Regions from separate parts of the Pan troglodytes genome. Here region 2 is linked to region 1. A link is a contact called in public HiChIP or PLAC-seq data. All regions are on one chromosome and are shown on one strand. Each heading gives the region's core, a stretch centred on a gene start, on an enhancer-like site or on the middle of the called end of the contact. The rest is flanking DNA. Distances are from core to core; before and after follow the strand shown.

The links. HiChIP or PLAC-seq counts read pairs in DNA pulled down with a chosen protein or histone mark.
Region 2: a contact with region 1 is called in an H3K4me3 HiChIP or PLAC-seq map of stem cell-derived excitatory neurons, with 6 times the contacts expected there. The contact joins the promoter of FBXO31 here to the promoter of C16H16orf95 in region 1. A contact is called at or near these places in 2 of 7 Hi-C or Micro-C datasets (induced pluripotent stem cells and stem cell-derived neural progenitor cells), 1 of 1 datasets of contacts at active chromatin or transcription factors (stem cell-derived excitatory neurons) and 1 of 1 other capture datasets (stem cell-derived neural stem cells).

What each region holds. Positions count from the first base shown.
Region 1 is chr18:85,484,732-85,488,249 of NHGRI_mPanTro3-v2.0_pri, forward strand. C16H16orf95 (chromosome 16 C16orf95 homolog) reads right to left here and starts at 1,510. Exons shown (of 5, transcript XM_063797925.1): 1 at 1,200-1,510. The coding sequence starts at 1,318. It overlaps LOC134808832 (a long non-coding RNA gene), which reads left to right and starts at 1,574. Exons shown (of 2, transcript XR_010152678.1): 1 at 1,574-3,518.
Region 2 is chr18:85,560,304-85,563,821 of NHGRI_mPanTro3-v2.0_pri, forward strand. It overlaps FBXO31 (F-box protein 31), which reads right to left and starts at 1,905. Exons shown (of 11, transcript XM_063797921.1): 1 at 1,816-1,905. MAP1LC3B (microtubule associated protein 1 light chain 3 beta) reads left to right here and starts at 2,044. Exons shown (of 4, transcript NM_001246576.1): 1 at 2,044-2,203. The coding sequence starts at 2,164.

The DNA of each region.
Region 1 (3,518 bases), core at 260-2,759:
CAATAAAGCCCACGGGTGGCGGGGATGGGGGGATCCTCTGAGCCCAAGAAGAGTGAGAGGGTGACATCAGAAGCAGGCGTGTGCTAGCTCATGCGTGAATGTCTAGGGGCTCCTGGGGGCTGGCTGTCATGGAATCCTGCATTCCCAAGCCAACCAGCTTCAAGCTGACTCCAGCTACACTTGTGCTTGGAGCATCAGAAAAGACAGGAGCATTCCAACCTGCTGAGAACTTTCCAAGACATGTAGCTGCCAATCACATCACCTAGGATGATCTGTCAGACACCCTCAACTTACTGAAATACTGAAGAAAAAACATCGTCAAACTGTCCATTAATGAACCTCCTTCCACTATAAAAACCCGGGTGCTTTGTCTCTGGGATGACAAAGCATTTGGGGTTACACAGCCTGTGTTGCTCTTCCCTGTTCCACTCCCCAACAAACTGCTTGAATGTTGGCTGGATGAAGCGTCTCCAGTGGGTGCAAAGCCCTGCTTCCCTGACAGTAGTGGGTCAAAGTGCTTTGTATGTGGAAACCGTAAGAGCCATATAAGTGTTTTTGGGTTTCACTGTCATAATAACCATTATTATTATTGCTATTTTTGTGAGAGTAATAGGTTCAAGCATCAACTCTCCCAGATAATGCTTGAAAACAGAGGATGGGGCACTGCCCTCCACAGCATCTGAGGCCCCTTCTGGTAATGACAGCACTGCTATATTCCTGGTGGGGAGGGGGGGCCACACCCATCTCAGTCCTTGTAGTTCAGGTGGGCCAAACTCACCACTGCCCAGCCTGGAAGGCTGGGAAAAAAAAGAATCTCCTTTTTGTTGAGGTTGATAATCTGATAACATGTAAACCTCAGGAGGTCCTGGTGATCATCTTGCCTCCACAAGGGAAGCCAGCAAAAAGGAAGGAAGCTGAGAGATGGAGAGAAACCCTCCAGGACCATGGTCAATGTGTACCTGGATACGTCCATGCCTGAAGGCCTACTTCTGACATTTTCAGTTATGTGGAACCATCAGTTGCGTTTTTGTTAAGCCAATGTAAGTGAGGTTCCTGTGGGTGGCGCTCAAGAGTTGTGCCCATGCATAGGTCATGGAGCAATGCCGGGCCGGGAACTCATAGGCGAGGTGTCGGGTAGCCGCGGGCAGGATTCAGGACTCACTTGCCTGCCATCCTGCGCGCTGGGTGTGAGTACCAACCTGCAGAGCCCGACGCACCCCGCGCCCGGCTCCCCGTCAGCAGCGCCTGAGGCTGCTCCAGTGGCCTCATGATGATGGTGACAACGCCGCGGGGACGGTGGGGACCGGCTCGCACGCATATGGCTTCTTATGGCTGACGCGCCCGTTCACACACACATCGTCCGCAGGCCCTGACGCCCTGGCTCCCGCCTTTCCCTCCTGCCCCAGGCGGAACCCAACCCGAGCCCAACCCCAGCCCCAACCTCAACCGCTCAGAGGAGCCCAACAGCGCCCGCGCGCCCGCCCGTCCCGCGGACTAGCCCGCGCCCAGCCAATCAAAATTGGCCTTCTAGGTATGTGAACTTAGCTGGCAGCTGATTGGTCCCTCACGCAGAGACGCGGGGTCAGCGGCTCAGAGCGCGGCTGTGTGGGGCTGCGGGGCTCCCGCCATGCCCGCTGGGGTAGGTCCTGCAGACCCCGGCCACTGGAGCCACTCATCATTTCCGACGGATGCGCCGGAGGGGCCGCCGGCCGCCCCAGCCAGGGTCTCGGTAGCCTGCAAGGAGAGAAAGAGGTGGGAGCAGCCCGCGCGGGGCCCTGCGTCTTGCATAGGCGCTTCTGGTAAAATCACTCCTTTATCTCAGATAATGAGTTGGCGCTGGATCGCTGCGTCCTCAGATGGGGCTCGAATCGTGACTTTTAGAGAAATAGGTTTTCTTTTTTTTTTTTTTTTTTTTTTTTTTAAACAACCTGGGGTTTAAAGGCCGCGGAATTGGAAGCAGTCGTCACCCGGAGGCCTGGGCGTGCAAGCACCGAAGCTCTGGCTGGCCCTGAGCCTCCCCACCCCACCCGCTCTTTTCGCTTGAACGCGTGTACTTTGGGCAGTTGCTGACGTGGAGACAGGACGTTATGTCTTCATATTTTAGTAAAACCCAATGCCCTCTGCCTCTCTGATTATGTTCTTTAAGTTATCGCCAGTTCCCATTTGTATTTCTTGGAAACGGTTGGGTCTTCCCTCACTTTTCAGTATTTTCATGCAGACTCAAATACTCTGGATTAATATTTGTATTTGCCCAAACCATCACGAGCACCTCTAACCCTGATAGGCAGTACTTCAGTGTGCTGCATTCTGGCCACAGAGCAAACAGGGTGCTCCCAGGCACTGCCCTCTCGGATTTCTTGCCTTGTTATTTAATCATTAAGATCGTGACCTATGAGCAGGACTGTTTCCAGCCAGCACATACACACGTCCTCTCCTGGCCAGCATCCATGCTGATTAGGCGGTGCCCCTGCCATACTAGCTGCCTAATATTTCAGATACCCCACCCCGTGTGTGTGTGTAAATCATGTCACTGCCCTCTTTGTAGCTAATGACAAAATTCCAAGAGTCACCATTAGCCTAGCACATTATGCCTGTCTCATTTCTGCCCACTTTGGAGCACTCGGCTTCTCTGCTGTCTGTTTTCCTCCTGAGCACACTGAAACATTGCCATAGCACAGCAGGGCATAGAAGACAGGCTCATGCTCCCCTGGACGCTCAGGCCTTCACCTCGGGCACACTAGGTCTTGTCATTCCATGTCAAGAATAGCTCTTCACTGCCCTCACCCACCCAAGAATGGCTAAAATTAAAAGGACTGACAATACCTAGTTTGTCGAGGATGTCACAGCTGGAACCCTCATACATGGCTCATGAAATTGATAAAACCACATTGGCAAACTGGTAGTATTTACAAAACCTAAACATATGAATACCTGGTGACCAACTAATTCCTCAACTCACCCAAGAGAAATGAGAGCTTATGTGTACCAGAAGACATGAACAAAACTACCCACAGCAGCTTTCTTCCTGATGGCCCCAAACTGGAAATGATCCAGATGTCCATCCATAGGAAAAAAAGATTTTAAAAAGAAAGTATGGCATGTTCACAGAGAGGAAATTCTGTACAACAGTGGAAAAGGGCACACAACCACAACCCACAACAATGTGGATGAAGCGTACAATGAAGTCAGACCCCAGAATGTACAGACAATTCCATGTGTGTGATGTTCAAAACCAGGAAAGCAAATCCATCATGACACAGGCTGGGGATGTGAAGGAAACTCCAGCCACCCTGCCCCTGTGTTCTGAGTAACAAGGCCTAGATCCCAATCCTTGCTCTGCCTCTTATCAGAGACAGGTATCAGACAAGTTGCCTAACTTTCCTGAGCTTCAGTTTTATGTCTAAAATAAGGATAACCATAGAACCAATCCCAAGGAAGTTTCAGAAGATCAAATATGAAAGAGCATGAAAAGTGCCTAAAAACCAGGGACTGTCATGGTAGCTCACATCTGTAATCCC
Region 2 (3,518 bases), core at 655-3,154, 76 kb after region 1:
AAAACAAATAAATAAATAAATAAAATAAACAGTGGTGGAATAAAGAACTACAACTAACGTCATTCTTCTGATGGTGGGAGTAAATTAATTATACAAGGATCTATGACAGTAGTTGGCTTCTCTAGAAGAAATCCCAACTGTATAAAACCACTTTGAGAAATATATTTTCTTTCTTTTTTTTTTTTGAGATGGAGTTTCGCTCTTTCCCCCAGGCTGGAGTGCAGTGGCAGGATCTTGGCTCACTGCAACCTCTGCCTTCTGGTTTCAAGCGATTCTCCTGCCTCAGTCTCCCAAGTAGCTGGGATTACAGGCGCCTGCCACCACACCCGGCTAATTTTTGTATTTTTAGTAGAGATGGGGGTTTCGCCATGTTGACCAGGCTGGTCTCGAACTCTTGACCTCGTGATCCTCCTGCCTTGGCCTCCCAAAGTGCTGGAATTACAGGCATGAGTCGCCGCACCTGGCGCGAGAAATATATTTTCATACTTTTTTTTTTCTTTTTTGTGGAGGACGGGGCCTTGCTATGTTGCCCAGTCAGGTCTCAAACTCCTGGGCTCAAGCGATCCTCCCAGCCTCTGCCTCCCTGAGAGCTGGGTTTACAGGCTGGAGCCACCGCCCCCCGCTATTTTCATGTTTTGTATGATTCAAGCTCACAGTGTAGCGTGTATTAGCCTAATCCAATTACTTTATCCAATTGGGATAGAAGAAAGGCTTTTACAAAGTCAAAAGGAGAAATCCTGGAACTATGGGGCTCTTTCAAAGTATTAGATGTTAAAGAACAAAAACAGCCAAATAGCCGGGAGCAGTGGCTCACGCCTGTAATCCCAACTCTTAAGGAGGCCGAGGCGGGAGGGTTGCTTGAGGCCAGGAGTTCAAGACCAGCCTGGGCAACACAGCGAGATCCCGGCTCTACTCCCAGCTTCTCGGGAGGCTGAGGCAGGAGGATCCCTTGAGCCCAGGCGACCGAGGCCGCCGCGAGCTATGATCGTGCCACTGCATTCCAGGCTGGGCAACAGAGCAAGACCCTGTCTCAAAAAAACCCCAAAGAATCTAGTGCTGTTCCTACAGAGACACATTGGCCACAGGCTGAGGTGGGCAATAGCAACCAAATATCGCATGGTGGTTTACGCACTGCAGCCCATTTGGAGTCCTCAAATATGACTGCCCTTTCACAGATGAGTCTGAGACTCAAACACTGTCACTAGTGTAAGGTTGTCCAGCGAGTTTAGTGGCTGGGAGGCTGAGGGGTAGACAGGGCGGCTAGCGATGTGGGGCAGGCCTGGCGGTCGCCACAGACGACCTAACGGTAGGAATATCTTACAGCCACCAGGAGAGTTCCAGGCGCCGCGGCGGGGGGACTAGGAGAGAGGACTGCGCCCAGAATGAAGGCTCGGGACAAAAGCAGTTGCGCAAACGCGCCAAGGCTGGGCGTCGAGTGACCGCGGGCGGAGGTCACCAGCGGCCGCTCCCCGGAAGCCACCCACGGACCACGCGCGCCCCTGCACGCAGAGGGAGCCAGGGCTCCACGGGCGAGCGGCGACCCTGCCTCCCGGAGACGGCGCGGCCTGCCCTGCGCGCCTCAGCCCGGGGTGCCAGCCCGGCGTCTCGTGCAGCACCACCAAGTCTCTCTCTGGAGGGGAAAGGATGGTCGGGTTTGCCCCATGTCCCTTCCTCTGACCGCTCCCTCAAGAGTGCCCCGGGACACCCCGCCTGTGGCTCAGCCTCCCCCGCCCCGCGCTGCCATCTCCTCAGGACCGGGCAGCAGGCTCCCGAGCGCCCACAGCCCCGTGGTGCGGCCCAGCCCCCAACCGTCACCTCAGGGGCCTCAGGCTCCCAGCGGTGCTGGGCGGCGCTGGGGCACGACCGGGAGCATGCGCAGAGCGCGCATTTCGCCCAACGCGCACGCGCACACACCTGCTCCGCCCCCACGCTGCGTGCCGCTGCTGGGTTCCGCCACGCCCGTCATGGCGGCGGCCCCGGCCGGCTCTGGCCCCGCCTCTCGGTGACGCGTCGCGAGTCACCTGACCAGGCTGCGGGCTGAGGAGATACAAGGGAAGTGGCTATCGCCAGAGTCGGATTCGCCGCCGCAGCAGCAGCCGCCGCCCCCAGGAGCCGCCGGGATCCTCGCGTCGTCGCCGCCGCCGCCGCCCAGATCCCCGCACCATGCCGTCGGAGAAGACCTTCAAGCAGCGCCGCACCTTCGGTGAGTGTCGCCGCGAGGGCGGCGGGTGCGGCGGGGCCGGGGTCCGAGCTGTGGAGGGCGGCAGGGCCTGGGACGCCGTGAGGGGCCGGGGCCGAGCCGGGAGGCCGAGCGGGGCCGGTGGCTGCCGGCCGGCGGGGCCGAGGGATGCGGGCCCCGGGGCCCCGTGAGGGACCCAGGCCGGGGCCGAGCCGGGAGGGCCAGGGGCTGGTCTGGGCCGGGGCGGCCTGCGGACCCCTCGGAGGCCTGGGAGGAGGCAGCCGGCGGAGGGCGGGCGGGGGCCGGTGCGCTCGGGGCCCCGGGCCTGCTGAATCACCCCGCGCCCTCCGCGGCGGGCTGCCTGCCGTACCCCGGCCACCGCCGCCCCCGCAAGCGCGCTGCGGGCGAGGGTCGCGCTTCTGGGGCCCAACAGCCCCCGGGGCCGCGCTGGGCAGTTCGGCTCTGAAGCGGGGCTGCGCCGGGACCCAGCGCGTCACCTTCAGGGCTGGTTTTCCCGTCGAGGGAGCCCGCCCGGGTGCGAGTGCCTCTTACAGACCTCAGTGCCTGGGTCGAGAGGAGGGGAATGTGCTGGGCCCCGGCCTCGCCGCGCCCGGGACGGCCCACAGCGGTGTTGCCAGTTCCTGTCTGTAGCCCAGGAGCTGGGGTGGGAGACTTCTCTTGGGTTTGCGGTTACGTTCTCACCTTGGCACCAGGAATACCGAATACATCCCTTTTCTGCCGGTTCAGACTGGAAACCCAACTTAGGTGTCCTGGCATTTGGTTAAACGTGCAGGTGTCACCATCACAATATTTACTCCACGCAGATGATGCGAAGTGATTATTTCCCGCTTGAGCAAGAGAACGCCGCAGATCCAGGTATCTGTTGTTGCCCAAGTTCCAGACACCGGTTTGGAAGGGAAGCACCGTGTTCATCGCGGTGGACTGCGAATGCCTGCCGCCATCCTCGTCAGGAGCCCACACAGTGGTGCTGTTTGTCTGCTTTTGCCTAGTTTCCCGGAGTCTAGAAAGAGTTTAGCATTCATTTGAGTTTGGATATAGTTTTGCAGGTCTCATTGACCATTATTTTTTTTCTTATGCCTGAGAAACTTCAGTAAATGAAAATGGACCTTAGCTTGCCAAGCATATCTTTTCAAACAGCCTCTTGAGGCAGTCCGTTGGTTAGCAAGACTTACACGTGCCTTTTTTGTTAGTAGTTTTCTTGTTAGTCACCTTAATGAACTCTTTACTATAGTGTCTAGGCTTATTGAGCCCTGAGAGCAGCATTAAAGACAGATTTTCTTTTCTTTTTTATTTTGAGACAGGGTCTCACTCTGTCACC